Linked DNA regions of Gossypium hirsutum: all the other regions are linked to region 3. The links are chromatin contacts, called in public Hi-C maps. All regions are on one chromosome and are shown on one strand. Each heading gives the region's core, a stretch centred on a gene start, on an enhancer-like site or on the middle of the called end of the contact. The rest is flanking DNA. Distances are from core to core; before and after follow the strand shown.

Region 1 (4,607 bases), core at 1,254-3,753, 390 kb before region 3:
AGTTTGAAAACAGTTTCACGTATACCTACTGAAAATCATACTTAAAATAGATATTAGAATAACATGAAACATGCTTACACACTTATCTTATCAGAATGGCTGAGGAACATAAAACATGTTCTCATCCACACTTGTTAGAATCTATTGGATATGCAAATCTCCTTATAACGCCTCAGAATAACTCAAAGAGTCCTTAACATGTCTCATAACTGTAGCGCGAAGCAATGCACTTTCCTGTACACCATCATGTCCCGTTGAATGGAGCACAGCTCAACATTCCCTTATCTCTCCACATGTACCAGTTCCTCAATGCCCAAAATCATAGAACTTAAAAGCTAGTGTTGAAAATCCTTTGGTATACCAATATATCCAACATAAGGGCTCGCAAAGGAGCATAAACAGAAACTTATCACATAGAGCTCGCATAGGGAACTTGCTTGAAAAACACTTGTTTAGAGAGCTCACATCTAAGTGTGTAAAAACACAATTTATAAAATCGTATCTTAAAAGAATAGCTTGAAACATAGGCTCACATAGGAGCACGCGTAAAACTTATCTTTAAAACATAATTTTAAAAACATGACTTGAAAAATTATCTTCAAAACAAAGTGTTAGAATTTAAAAATAGAGTTTTCAGAAAAACTTTGTTCTTGGAGCTTAGTTTGAAAACCGTGAGTTTTAGAAAAAAAAATAAAAGTTTGCATACACATAGCAATTCTTAACCACTCACCGATTTGACTGAAAAACTAGACAAGTTTGGCTTTTCCCTTATCCTTGCTAGTAGATGGTCCGACTGGTTCGCAATATACATAAACACACGAATTACTTAAATAGACAAAGCTTATAGAATTCACACATGCAAGCGAACCTAGCTTTCTAAACAATCAACCCGAATAGAACAAAGGCTTACCTTGGTTGCTACGAACTTGATTCAGAATAGATACTTGACAACAAAATATCGATGAGAGAATTCTCATGGAATAAGGGTCGTATTTATAGGCCTAAGTATTCTAGAAATCTTAGGATACCCTACTTGACTTAGGAACCCTAGTAGGTTTAAAAGAAGGTTACTTGTACGAAAAGTATTCCTAGATACGCAATATATTTGTTTTCTAATTTGAATCTGACTTTGACTGGCAAACCCTCAGTTCGCAACTTACTTGGCTAACACCCAGCTCGCCAAACAGACTAGAGAAACTCTAGCTCACCAAATAGACTGGCAAACTCTAGCTCACCAAACAGATTGGCTAACTCGACTTTCAATGAATCTGGCAAACCCCATTATCGCATCTATTTGGCATATATTGCAACACTGAAACACTAGCTAACTCCTTATTGATACTCTTTTGCCGAACTCCCTAGTTTGCTGAAGCACTAGCGAACTCTCACTTGCAAGGCTAAAACGTCTAGACCCGGTCTCAGGATGTTACACAAATAACAAACAATAAAGAATCCAACACATTCAAAGAACAAATAACAAACAAAGAACTCAGAATATTCAAAAAATAAAAATAAGAAAAGAACCCAATATATTCTCAAATTCAATCTCAGTAACAGATAAATAACCTAACATTTTCAACCCAAAATCATTTCAACTAGAAAAAATTTAACAACCTAATATGATAGCAAGAACCCAAAATAAGAGTTAGAACCTAAAAAGTTAAAAGAATTTAAAATTATTTGAAAATAAGAAATTTACAACCCAAAAAGAAAGCAAGAACTCAGAAAAAAATAAATAAAATACAATAATTTTAAAAACCCTAAAAATCCTATTGATCTAATGAACAGCAACGGTAATATCTCCATTTAATTTGTTAACCTGTAACTTGAAGAACTTCTACTAGGCTCCAAGAAAATAGATTCTTTGTTGTTGCATTGGCAACAACACTGCTACTGCTTCCTTTGACTCTTCAACTCTCTTTCAACCTCACTAGAAACCTTCTTTGCCTTTCATCAACAGGCGAAGAATATAATTTAGAAAACTCCATGATTAAGCATTGCTTTTTTTCGGTTTTAAAGAGATTTTCTTGGAAATACAGGGCAAATTTTGAGAAGAAGAGGATGAGAGAAGTATTTTGATGGTCGGATTGGTCGGAAAAGGCCATGGATGGCGACGACTCATGATGACAATGGCTAGGGTTAGAAGAAGAGGAATAGAGAGAAGAAGAGAAGATAGAAATAAGGAGAAATGAAAAAAAAAAGAAAGAAAAGGGGAATGGAATCGTGATAAAGAAAAGAGGAATGAGAGATGAAGAAGAAATATGAAGAAGATAGTGTGATAGCCAATGTAAGAAAAAGAAAAAGAAGTAAAAGAAGAAAAAAAAGGTACAAAGAGGACGACATATGACATCGTACAAATGGTCAGTGTCGCCACCTCAGCAAAAAAGTAATAACACTAGATTTGGGTATTAATATAGTTAATGAAAAAAAAATTAGGTATTAATCTGAGACAAAAAAAATTATAAATACAAATTCAAGAAATATAAATAAATTTAGATACTAATTTTATATTTAGCTTTTTTTTTATTTTTTTTTAAGAAAATCCTTATTTTCAAACCTTATTTTTCCAAAGCGAAACGCGTTAGCTCTTTTATGTCTCTTTGCTCCTCTACTATATAACCAGAGTAAGCCAATCGGCCGGACCTTAAACCTCTTTTTCTTTTTTTGGTTGTTTCAGTTTTAAAAAAAAAAACCTCAAGAAATGAAAAGAGAAGAGACTACAAAGAATCGGCATTTCCTCGCCGATAAAAGATGGTTTATGCCTATTACCATAGCTGGCTTTATTGCCGGGACGATACTTATCTCGAGCTTCATAAAAACCGCCGATTACTCCATACTATGTTCGCTCGCCAAAACCAGATCCATAACCGTAGAGGAATACTCCGCCTCGCCGGTCCAACTCCAAGCTATCATCCACTATGCCACTTCATCAATAGTCCCGCAGCAGAACTTCAAGGAGATCTCCGTAACCTTTGACGTACTCAAGAAACGCTCTCCTTGTAATTTCCTCGTCTTTGGGCTTGGCTACGACTCCCTCATGTGGACCTCCCTCAATCCCAATGGCAACACTATTTTCCTGGAAGAGGATCCCAAATGGGTTCAGTCTGTGCTCAAAGACGCCCCAATCCTCCACGCTCGCGCGGTAAAGTACCATACGGAGCTTAAGGAAGCTGACGATCTACTCATCCATTATCGATCGGAACCGAGCTGTTACCCGTCGAAAGCTTACTTACGCGGAAATGAAAAGTGCAGGCTTGCGTTAACGGGGTTTCCCGATGAGTTTTACGATACTGAGTGGGATTTGATAATGATCGATGCTCCTCGTGGATACTTCCCGGAGGCACCAGGGAGGATGGCGGCGATATTCTCGGCGGCTGTGATGGCGAGGAACAGGAAAGGACCGGGTGTGACGCACGTGTTCTTGCACGATGTTAATCGGCGAGTGGAGAAAGTTTTCGCCGAGGAATTTTTGTGCCGGAAGTACTTGGTGAACAGCGAGGGGAGACTTTGGCATTTCGAGATTCCACCAGCTTCGAACACTAGCAGCGATGACAGTGCCGGGTATTGCTAAAATGCGCCTTTTTAAAAATTTTAAAACAAATCTTATTTTTAGTTATTAATAAAATTATTTTTTTGAAATTTTAATTTTACTTTATACTACTACCTGATAAAATAAAATATGGACGGACGATATTGTCAGAGTTGTGATGATGAGATATACGTTTAATATAATTAAAAGACAAGATTAGTCTATTTTTGCTTTAATTGAGACAGGTGGACATGGTTTACGGTTGCCATTGCTAAAGTGGTGAGGCAAGTCATTTCACTTTAGTTTTTTCTCCTCGTACTGTTTAAATGAGTAAATGAGATAAATTTGGTAAAGTAACATAGTGGTCTTTGGAATATATTTTGTATTGCATTTTGATATAAGCAAAAGTCATTCCTTCCATTCATCGTGTTGAGCATTTAAAAATGTAATAAAAGTTATTATATATATTTCTTAAACTCCTCAATCTCTTGATGTTTCTTGGAGATAACTTTGTTTACGGACATTTCAGTTCAATTTTCCTTTGTTTCATCATATTTCTTATTGTTCTTTATGTGATCACTGAAGTAATACCTCTTGTTGCAAAACTCGGGAGCTAACTTTTTTTTTTCTTCTTCTTGATTTAGTTACATTAAAAAAATTGATGAAACAAAATACCCAATAATGGAAGCTAAGACTAATACCTCATTTCTTACCTCAAAAGTGTTGCATTTTCCGTTCGTGTGTTTTTATGCTTACCAAAAGTTTTGGGGAAAAAATTCCCTAATATTTTCCTCCAAATATCCCATACCAAAATAATCCATTAGACTTTACCAAATCTAATTATCTGTTGAAAAGGAGGGAAAATAGTGGGTAATATAAGAGAATTTTTCGTTGGAAATAACCAAGGAAAGAGATTGGATGGCTCTCATTTTGAGAGTTAAAAAAAGAGAGAAATCTTGATGATTACTTCTTTATTGTGATCAAGAATACACCTTTTAATGGCGGAAGAAACAAGGAGTAAAAATCACACATCGAGAAGTAGAGAGCAATAGATTGTAAAGTTCATTGCTTTTGTTTC
Region 2 (4,825 bases), core at 1,152-3,651, 360 kb after region 3:
ACTTGAATGAGTTCATTGGAGTGGATATAGCAGTTCTTAGTTCTCCGTGGCACTCGTATGAAAGTGATGGGGACCACTATCAGATGACTGGTCTAGCGGATACCGCCACTAACGAACACGTTAACATGGGGACGAGTTTCTCGTGCACGCACTCCTAGACATACTCTATACTACAAGCCCAATACTATTGCGTATTTAAGCTCGTTAACCCGAGAAATTCAACAACAACAAAAAACACAATGGGGTCTCTTAGAATTTGAACACACGCGTGAGCTGTTTTAATGTGGAGGGTGGACATATTCCCGGACCACTCGGACACAACCGTTCCCCCCATCCGAGTAACTTGATCCGAAGTGGTCGGAATCTGAATAACACGCGCTAAGAGAACGCGTCATGGAATCTTCAACCGAAAGTGAATATTGTAACTTTTAAGCAAATATAGAAAAAAAGAAGTTGAGGGGGGTTAATGAAAGATGAGACTCTTTAATCTTAGATGGTATATCAAAAAAGTAAATCAAACTTAAACATCAAACCGTCAGCGTCATACCAAAATCAGGTACATAAAAAGTAGTTTATCTTGTGAATACGCAAAATCTTAAACTGCAATTATTTAATGTACACATCAGGGAGATGATATTCGTCAAAACTAATCATTATGTATTATTATGTTGTTGTTTATTTGCGTGGTCTAATATTTAGGTTTAGGGGTGGGGGCTATGTTCATGTGCGGGTAACATCATTATTGTGTGTTTGATAAGGACGAACCTAGACTAATCATGGGCCACTGACGGATGATGATTGGGCTGGACCGCTACAGAAACCCTAAATTGCGACAAATCCGGCATGATTCCCCTGAAATCGATCCCATTTCTCGCACGGCAAATGGAGATCAATCAGTAGTTTGTTTTTTTTTTTTTTAAATCTGGACTTTGAAATTAAAATGAGTTTGAACATTTCCAACTTCTGAGTGGAGGAAATGAATCGTCCGCTATTAGAAACAACAGATTCGTTAATATTGTAGCGCTCATCTCATCTCCCCCACTGAAAAACAATTCATAAACATCGTTTTTTCTTTATTATTTTTCTATTGTAAAAGAAGAAAGAAAGAAACGGATTATACAGAGTTAAAGAAAATCGACAACTATATAATCTACACAACTGGTGCGAACAATAAGGAAGTAAAAATCGGTGCAAAAACATATATAATTTGAATTTACAAAAAAGAAAAGAGCATGGAATTACAGAGATCGAGGGAGATATACCTGAAGAAGCAGAGGCGTGAGAGCAACGGTTAATGGAAGAGGAAGGAGAGAGAGAGCGGATCGCAACGCAGCTTCCTTGATTCCTAACTACACTACTCATTCTCTAATCTCACAAAACGTCTTTTAATCGGCTTCTCAATCTTATTATTATACAGAAAACAACGAGAGAGAAAGAGAAAGGTGCTGCTGTTGCTGTTGGCCTCAGGATTCTTATGCGAGTGAGTGAGGTAGTGGGATAAATAAGAAAAAGTCAAAACTACCCTGATTTTTTCATCATTAGTTGTTGAGAAAAATGAACAATATATAATATTAATTAATAATAAAGATATTAAAGATAAGGGTAAAGTAGAGTTTTAGAAAGATAAAAGAGATATCTCTTTTTTAAGGTTTTAACTCTTATCTATGGAGTTGTTGTATGCATCGCTTGATGAAGGCAAGAAGTCAAAAGCGGCATATTTGAATCCACATGGCAGGTCCTCCTACAAAACACTCCCGACCATGCTCTGATATAAGTCGGCGAAGCTTTTTCAACATTAAAAAAACTCAAGTCCCACTCTCCTTTCAGAGATTGAGTATCACACATCTAATCATTGGAGTACTGAAGGTGGAAGGGAGTAGACGTAACGCGTGAGTATGTGAAGTGGGACGAATCATGAAAGTTATTGCAGCTTCATGTATTTGGAAGCTCAATTAACTTGCAGTGTGATGTCTTTTATTGATGGGTGCTCTGAATTTACGATTTGATATAACTGCCACGTGGCTTTATATGGCTGATATTGAGCAAAAGGCAAATCAAATGAAAGGAAGGTTTGGCTTTGGTGGTGTTGTTTTTCTTTTGAGCCTTTTAGAGGCTGCAGGGCAATACACCAACACGAATCATGGATGTCACCCACGCTGTGCCCTACGCCTCGCCTCACTTGGCTACTGCTACAGTACAATGGCAATGTCGGGATTTACCTGCTTCTTCGCATTTAACTCGTAAAAGTTCGAATTAGTTAATGTTAATTCAGTAATCAATTAAAGAAAGTGGGTCATTTTTTAGTTTTAGGTATCCATCATTTTAGTTAAATATTTAGATGATGATTGTGTTGTTTAACTAATTATTAATTTCTTTCAAATAAAATGAGAAACAAAAGTGAAACTTAACGAATTTCAACATATTATACGCATTAACTGCTTGAATTGCTGCTTTTATTAAATACATGGGACGCAATTTCTGCTCGGTAAAAGGAAATGAATTTTAGCACATTTCATGATTATTTTTTCAATTTTCTATACTATAATTAACCCATAACTGAGTTGGTATAAATGGATTAGTAAAATCACAAAGTTTCTTTTTCGTAATTAAAAAATAAGTTAAATTATTCGAGATTAGTTTATTTTTTTAATTTAAAAAAATCATAAAAAGAATTTGAATTCATGTTATTTACATTAATAAAATATTAACTTTATCACTAAATCAAAATTTGATTTTAATATAATATTTACATTTTAATTGTATTATGCATATCTTATTACCTCTATGAATTGTATATCTATACTATAATTGGCCTTATGTAAATAAAGATTAATTATATTATTCGAGGGTATTTTAGTCTTTTACTTTAAAAACAATTAGAAATTTTAATGTGGTTCTATTTAAACTCATGCTATTTACATAAATGAAATATTAACTTTACCACTAAACCAAAGCTTTATTTTAATATAATAATTACATTTTAATTGTATTATGTATACTTGATTTACATTTATGTTTTAAATATATAAATTCTCACACGCATATGCTTGTAATAGAATTTTTAGTATTGATAATATTATTGATTGAGTTGGTATCATAAGTTGATATCAACTCAAGATTGATGACAACATCATAATAAACCAATTGTAGTACATTTGGTATTCTTAATATGACATATACGTGTTTAAATTTTATTTTATTCAATTTAATCTATTTTTATTTTAATATTGTATATATTTTATGTATTATTAATTAGTTTCAAACGATACATTTTATTATTTATTTTATGCTATTTTTAAACTAATATATGTGCTCTAAGTATATAGTTTCTACATGCATATGCGTGTGGTAAAATTTTTACTCTATATTATGTTGGTCTAATTTCTTTTATAACATAATAGTTTTTAGTTATGGATAAATACCAAAAATATAAAAAAAACTTTGACACAATTTACAATGTTATACATAATTTTTAATTTGGTGTATTTGTATTCATCAAACTTTAATTTTGTTTCAATTTTCACATTTCACTAAAAATGTTATCTATGCAGCACAATTTTCCGTTAAGTCATATATAAATTGTTGACATAACATTTTATTAGGTTAAAAAACAAACAACCAGATTTAAATTATTTTTACTTAGATTTTAAAATATATTTTTTTACACAAATAAGAAACCCTTTTCTCAAGTGTGTTTATTTTTTAATTTAAGTGAAAATAAATTAAAAAAATTTTAGCTTAATAAAATGTTATGCCAATAATTTACACATGTATTATGCCAATAATTTACACATAATTTAACAAAAAATTGTGCCATATAAATAATAAATTTAACAAAATGTGAAATTAAAATTAAAATTTAATATATACAAATGCACCAAATTAAAAGTTAATATATAATAATATTACAAAATACATAAAAGTTTAAATGTAATTTTGATATTTCTTCCTTTTTAGTTATCATAAAGAAATTTTAGTTCCTGCCTTGAATGCAAGGATTGCTTTGGGTATTTTGTTAGTAAAATGTGGAATAACGCTTAATTTTTATTAATCATGTACATCCATATATATATATACAAGTATTTACAACTAACTGCCTTGATAACTAATCCCTAACTACCAGCTAACAATTACAACAAACTCTAACACTCCCCCTCAAGTTGGAGGTTGAAAAACATCCTTAATCCCCAACTTGTACATTAAATTGTTGTGCTGTTGAGACCCTAAGGCCTTAGTCATGATATCTGCAAGCTAATTTGTAACTAATACATGCTCTGTCTGAATAAGCCCATCCTGTATTTTTTCTCGTATAAAGTGACAATCTATTTCGATATGTTTTGTACGCTCATGATAAACAGGATTTGCTGCAATCTATATTGCTGCTTTACTATCACAACACAATTCAACTGGCTTCAAATTCTGCACTACTATCTCTTGTAACAGTCCTATTAACCACACTATATCTGCTGTCACAGCAGCCATACTCCTATACTCGGCTTCAGCTGAAGACCTAGCCACTGTACTTTGTTTCTTAGACTTCCACGAAATCAAGAAACTCCCCAGTATGATGCAATAACCAGTGACAGATCTTCTCATCATTGGGCAAGTTGCCCAATCAGAGTCACAAAACGCAGCTAATTTTCCTTCATTATCAGCCTTGAACAACAAACCTTGGCCTGGATCTTTCTTGATATACCTCACAACCCTCATTGCTACCTCCATGTGAGACCGTTTTGGCTGCTACATAAACTGACTAAGATAGTGCACAGCAAACACTATGTCAGGTCTAGTATGAGTCAAGTAGATTAATCTTCCAATCAGCCTC
Region 3 (4,792 bases), core at 1,395-3,894:
CAAAGTTTCATGAATATTTCTTTTTGATACCGGAACAAGCATTAAGTGAAACGCCAAGACAGATAAGGGAAAATATAGTGAAATGTAGCAGTAGCAGTAGCAGTAGCAGATGATGTGCCCGTAGCCTTGCTTCCATTAGTAACTTCGTAGCCATATAGACAAATTAAATTTTGGATTGGTTTGTTATTTGGATTTAAATTTTAGGTTCAGACGGATTTGATACGATTTTAGATTTAGATATGAATATGTATTTAATATTTATTAATTAAAAATATACCAATTCATTTGTTTTAAAAATGCAAAATCGATTAAAAAAATTGAATAATCAAAGAAAGATTTAGGTTTGAAATTCGGAAATAAAAGGATTCTAAATAAATAAAATCAAACTTATTTTATTTTGATTTAATTGGTTAATCCATATTTTGGTGTCACTTAGTTAAAAGAAGTGGTAAAATCCATGGCCAGAAGGGAATAGCACGAAGACTAGGGAGCAGCACAAAGTGAACTGACTTCCAACAAAACCAAGTTTAGAACTTTATTAGACAGAAAAAAATTGAACAATTAAGTTTAATATATACTTATTTCTCAAGCAAAAATCAAACTTGATTGTCACGGTTGAGATTTTTAGTAATAGAACTTAAAAATTCAATTAACTGGTAAATTATTTAAAATTAATTAAATTCATGTCTTTTAACTATTTGTTTTTATTTAATTTATATTATACTTAAAAAGAACATTAACCCTAAAGTATAAAATAATTATCTTAAATTCACTAACTGAATTGATAGAAAAAATAGCTAAAAAACCATATTTTCTATTTTGAAAATAATTTTATTTAAGTATTAACATTTTTAATTTTTTCATCAGAAATTATCAAAATATGATTTAACAAAATTTTTAACCGAAAAATTACCTAATGTCAGTGATAATTGAATTGAATTTTTAATTTCTAAAAATACAAAAGCTAAAACTCAAATTTTATGTAAATGCAAGGACTAAAAACAGATTTTAACCTTTATTTTTTCACCAATAGGTAAACCTTTATTATTTAAAAAAATGCTTAATTTAATTTTAAATTAAAAATAAATAACTTTTTAATCGTATGTACTCATAATCTAATACAAGCTGGAAGATTGAAAGTTGAAAAGGGCATATCATGAAATCAGCCACAAATTCAGAGAGCAAACATATCAGACATCTAAACGAACCAAGTCATATTAGATTCAACATGTAGCCAATTTACAATGGCAAAGCATCACATTGCCTCTCTACTAACACACTCAGAAACCAAACACCTAATCTGAATCTGATTCAGATTTATGATCATCCGCATTTGCTTTCTCTTTTCCTTCAGCTTCCTTAACAGCCTTCCCAAAGGCATCAACGGGAATCGATGGTAAATACCCAACCACAGGATAACCTTTTCCGCTCTTCTCCTTTAACCAACTGTTGTATTTCTCACACAAATTAGCTGCTTTGGGAACAACCTTTTCTGTCACTGAGTTGAAAGTCAAGTTGCTGTTCAGTTTAACCCACAACTTGGTCGAGCTTACCAACACCAAGTTCTTGTACTCAGCTGCAGCGTAGTGCAAAGCCCCTCGTGCTCCATTGGTTCGAGCCTCCTCTACTAGTTTCTGAGCCTTTTGGGTTGCCTTTTGGACCAAATCGTGGGCCAGGTTAACCACTTGCTTGGCTGGTGCTGGAGCATGCTCGTCAAATTTGTGTGAAACCTCATCTACCTACGGTTATTTTAATCAAATACGATAATAAAGTTAGGAATAAATTGGTTCACGCTAAACTTAACTTTCCCCATTTTTAAAATATTAGATTTAATCCTTACTCTTCCGATGAATTTCAAAATACTAAAATTACTTGCTAAACTTAAAGACGAGAAAGAACTAATCAACAGAAACTTCTGATCAAAAGTTCCAAACAGTGATTTTTTCTTAATGGGCGAATACCTTGTTATCAAGAAATCCAAGAAAATGATCAGGAACATCCTTAAATTTCCCGTAGGCGGGACCGACGGCAGTGGTAACGGCATGCTCGACGGCGTCAACGGTGGATCTCAACGGCCCCGAGTTCTGTTTAGAGTAATCGTAAAGGTTCGAGACGCAAACCAAGGCGTGGATTGTAGCCACCCTGACGAAGTTTAGGTGCTTGAGGCCTAAATTCTTGTTCTCAAACTCTAACCCCTAAAATTTTAAATCAAATCACAAACAAAAAAGCTCTAAGCTTAAATTTTGAAAATAAGGGAGAAAGGAGGAGAAGAAGAAAGAAGAGATCAAAATACCTTCTCCATGGTTGCCATCTGTTTGATGCAAGTATTCTTTGCTTCACTTTTTTGAGAGAAAATAAACGATCGTAATCTACGGTGTAAAACAAGTGCAATTTTATTTATTTTATAGATGAATTCATATGGGATGTTAGATGAGATCCAACGGTTTATATCGGATCTAAGGATATCACAATGCCAGAGCGGGCGGTTTTCCAATTTCATCTTTCTTTACTTTTCTGGGAGCAAATAGAGGATTCTAGAAGGACACGTGGAAGGATCTTACTTGGTGGAGATGCAATAATATCTAAGGGAACCATTTTCTTATTCTTGGGCGGTCTGTTGTGAGGTCCACCCATTCCCACACCAATTTTTATTCTATCTAATTGCGCTGAATATTATTAAATTATTTGTAAATTATATTTTAATTATTTAATTTTAAAAATTTTAAAATAATTTAAAAGTTTTTATTTAAGCTATTGAATGATTAAAATAATTATTGTATAACTTTTTTCGTTTGTATTACTTGCACAAATTGAAAGATTTTCTTACTCTTTCTTTTTACAGTTTAATTTTTTTTAAAAAATAATGTTGAATGTTATAAATTTCAAACTAACATTCAAAAAATATTGTTCTTTAATTTTTGACATTAATTATCAAATTAACTTAGATATAAGATATGTTATTATACTTATTAATAAATATTAATCTATTTTATTGATCATTGAAGTGTCACTTAAAATTCACTAATCAAATTTTTTTAAAAAAATTTAATAACTCAATAACTTTAAATAATTCAACCGCTTTTGTGTCTCATTTTACTTTTGGAACTCAAAATTGTGATAGGAGGGAAGCAAGTGTTGAGTCGTTAAGATTTAATTATTAGATTTTTTTTTACAAAAATATTATAATTTTATAAGTTGTATTAGGTTGTGTTTTCTATATTTTATATAAAATTGAACATATTAATATATATAGGAGAAGAATCGGAGTTGTTTAGTGTTTTGGATTGGGATGTGAACTACAGATTTAATATCAATATATTCTTTTATTATTATATTAGTGGTTAATCCTCGATATATTAATAATCAGGGTGTGCTATTACATGAAAAATTACTTAAAAATATAATTTCTCAAAAATGAACTTATAAATTTTTTTTTTATGTTCGGATGATTTGGCTTTAACAAAATTTTTACAAAATCTAAGCTTTGAACATCAAAGAATACTCGTTCAAAAAAATTCTTTCTAACATAATTTTATTTATTTTTGAATTAAATAATAATTATTTATGGTTAAATACAAATTAATTTACATAAACAACCATATGTATATATTTTAGTTAAAACATGCTCCAAATTATTGAGCAATGACCAAACACAAACACAAATTTCATTTTCCAAACAATCATAAAATTATTAATAAGTAGAAGGTAAAACATTTCCAAAATGTGAGGCATTTTATTACATGCAGAAGTAAAAAAATTGAGATACACTCTGCTATATCATCTGAGTAGCTCATGTTGAGTGACAAAATAAAATAGAACAAGACTGAAAAATTGCAAACTTTGTACTAAACACTACAACCACTTACACAACACATATAACTCATGGAAACATATAACTAACAGCGGGATTAGTACAAAGAGACAGGCAAAAACTGGCATTTTAAGTGCATTTTTAACAGCTTTAATGGCATTCCAATCAGCTTGGAACTTCTTCCCATCCTTTGTTCCACCATGGATAGCTAAAAGAGAGCAACCAACAATACATCCACTAGCATATTTGATTGTATCATGTGAATATGGGAACACTCTGATTTTGCAAGAAACCAACACGTTGAGATTCAAAGCCAACTTTTCCACTAAAAGATTTCACAAGAGGAAGGTTGTCCATCAAGAAAGCTCCATAATTTCTTTGTCTACCAATTGGCTAACGACACCTACATGTAAACCAGGCAACCATTTATGGTAGAAGCTAACAATTTTCAACCAGGATCCTATTTCATAACCACTCTTGTAATTTGCTCTTCACTTCCTCAAATGGCTAAAGTTAATATCATATAAATTTCAGCATCAGTACCTACCAAGGGTACTATCATGTACTTGTTTTCCATGAAAGTAAAGTTTATAATTATACCCCGAATTAATATTAATATAATCGTAATAAGATTTAACTCTTCTTGCAGCATCAAGAAAAACATCAAGGACATTATCACAAAATTGAACAAACAATGTGTGGTCTCAATGTCTGCATATTCAAACAAAGCAATGACCGAACACCAATTGAAATTGTTGGAGCAAGCAGACATGAATAACAAAACACTGAAATAGACTAATGAACAAAGAAACACGTGACGCAACCGAGAGGATTAATGAAGACATGCACTCCACCATGGCTTTGCTTGAAAAGGTAGTTTTGGATTCACAAGCCACGTGTGCTGCCCTCATTATTGAATTATCTAATTCACAGTTTTCTGAGGAGAATCTTACAACCGTCTTAGAACTGAGATAAAAACTA

Evidence for each region. A called contact is a pair of places that touch in the nucleus more often than the background predicts.
Region 1: a Hi-C map of leaf shows a contact between it and region 3, with 4 times the contacts expected there. The contact joins the promoter of LOC107886328 here to the promoter of LOC107886462 in region 3. A contact is called at or near these places in 6 of 34 Hi-C or Micro-C datasets (callus and leaf).
Region 2: a Hi-C map of leaf shows a contact between it and region 3, with 4 times the contacts expected there. The contact joins the promoter of LOC107886468 here to the promoter of LOC107886462 in region 3. A contact is called at or near these places in 7 of 34 Hi-C or Micro-C datasets (hypocotyl, leaf and petal).

What each region holds. Positions count from the first base shown.
Region 1 is chrA03:91,702,948-91,707,554 of Gossypium_hirsutum_v2.1, forward strand. It overlaps LOC107886328 (probable methyltransferase At1g27930), which reads left to right and starts at 2,504. Exons shown (of 1, transcript XM_016810228.2): 1 at 2,504-3,753. The coding sequence starts at 2,702. The coding sequence ends at 3,571.
Region 2 is chrA03:92,453,031-92,457,855 of Gossypium_hirsutum_v2.1, forward strand. It overlaps LOC107886468 (ELMO domain-containing protein A), which reads right to left and starts at 2,402. Exons shown (of 9, transcript XM_016810436.2): 1 at 1,263-2,402.
Region 3 is chrA03:92,092,941-92,097,732 of Gossypium_hirsutum_v2.1, forward strand. It overlaps LOC107886462 (REF/SRPP-like protein At1g67360), which reads right to left and starts at 2,645. Exons shown (of 3, transcript XM_016810426.2): 1 at 2,294-2,645; 2 at 1,962-2,195; 3 at 1,200-1,739. The coding sequence starts at 2,500. The coding sequence ends at 1,296.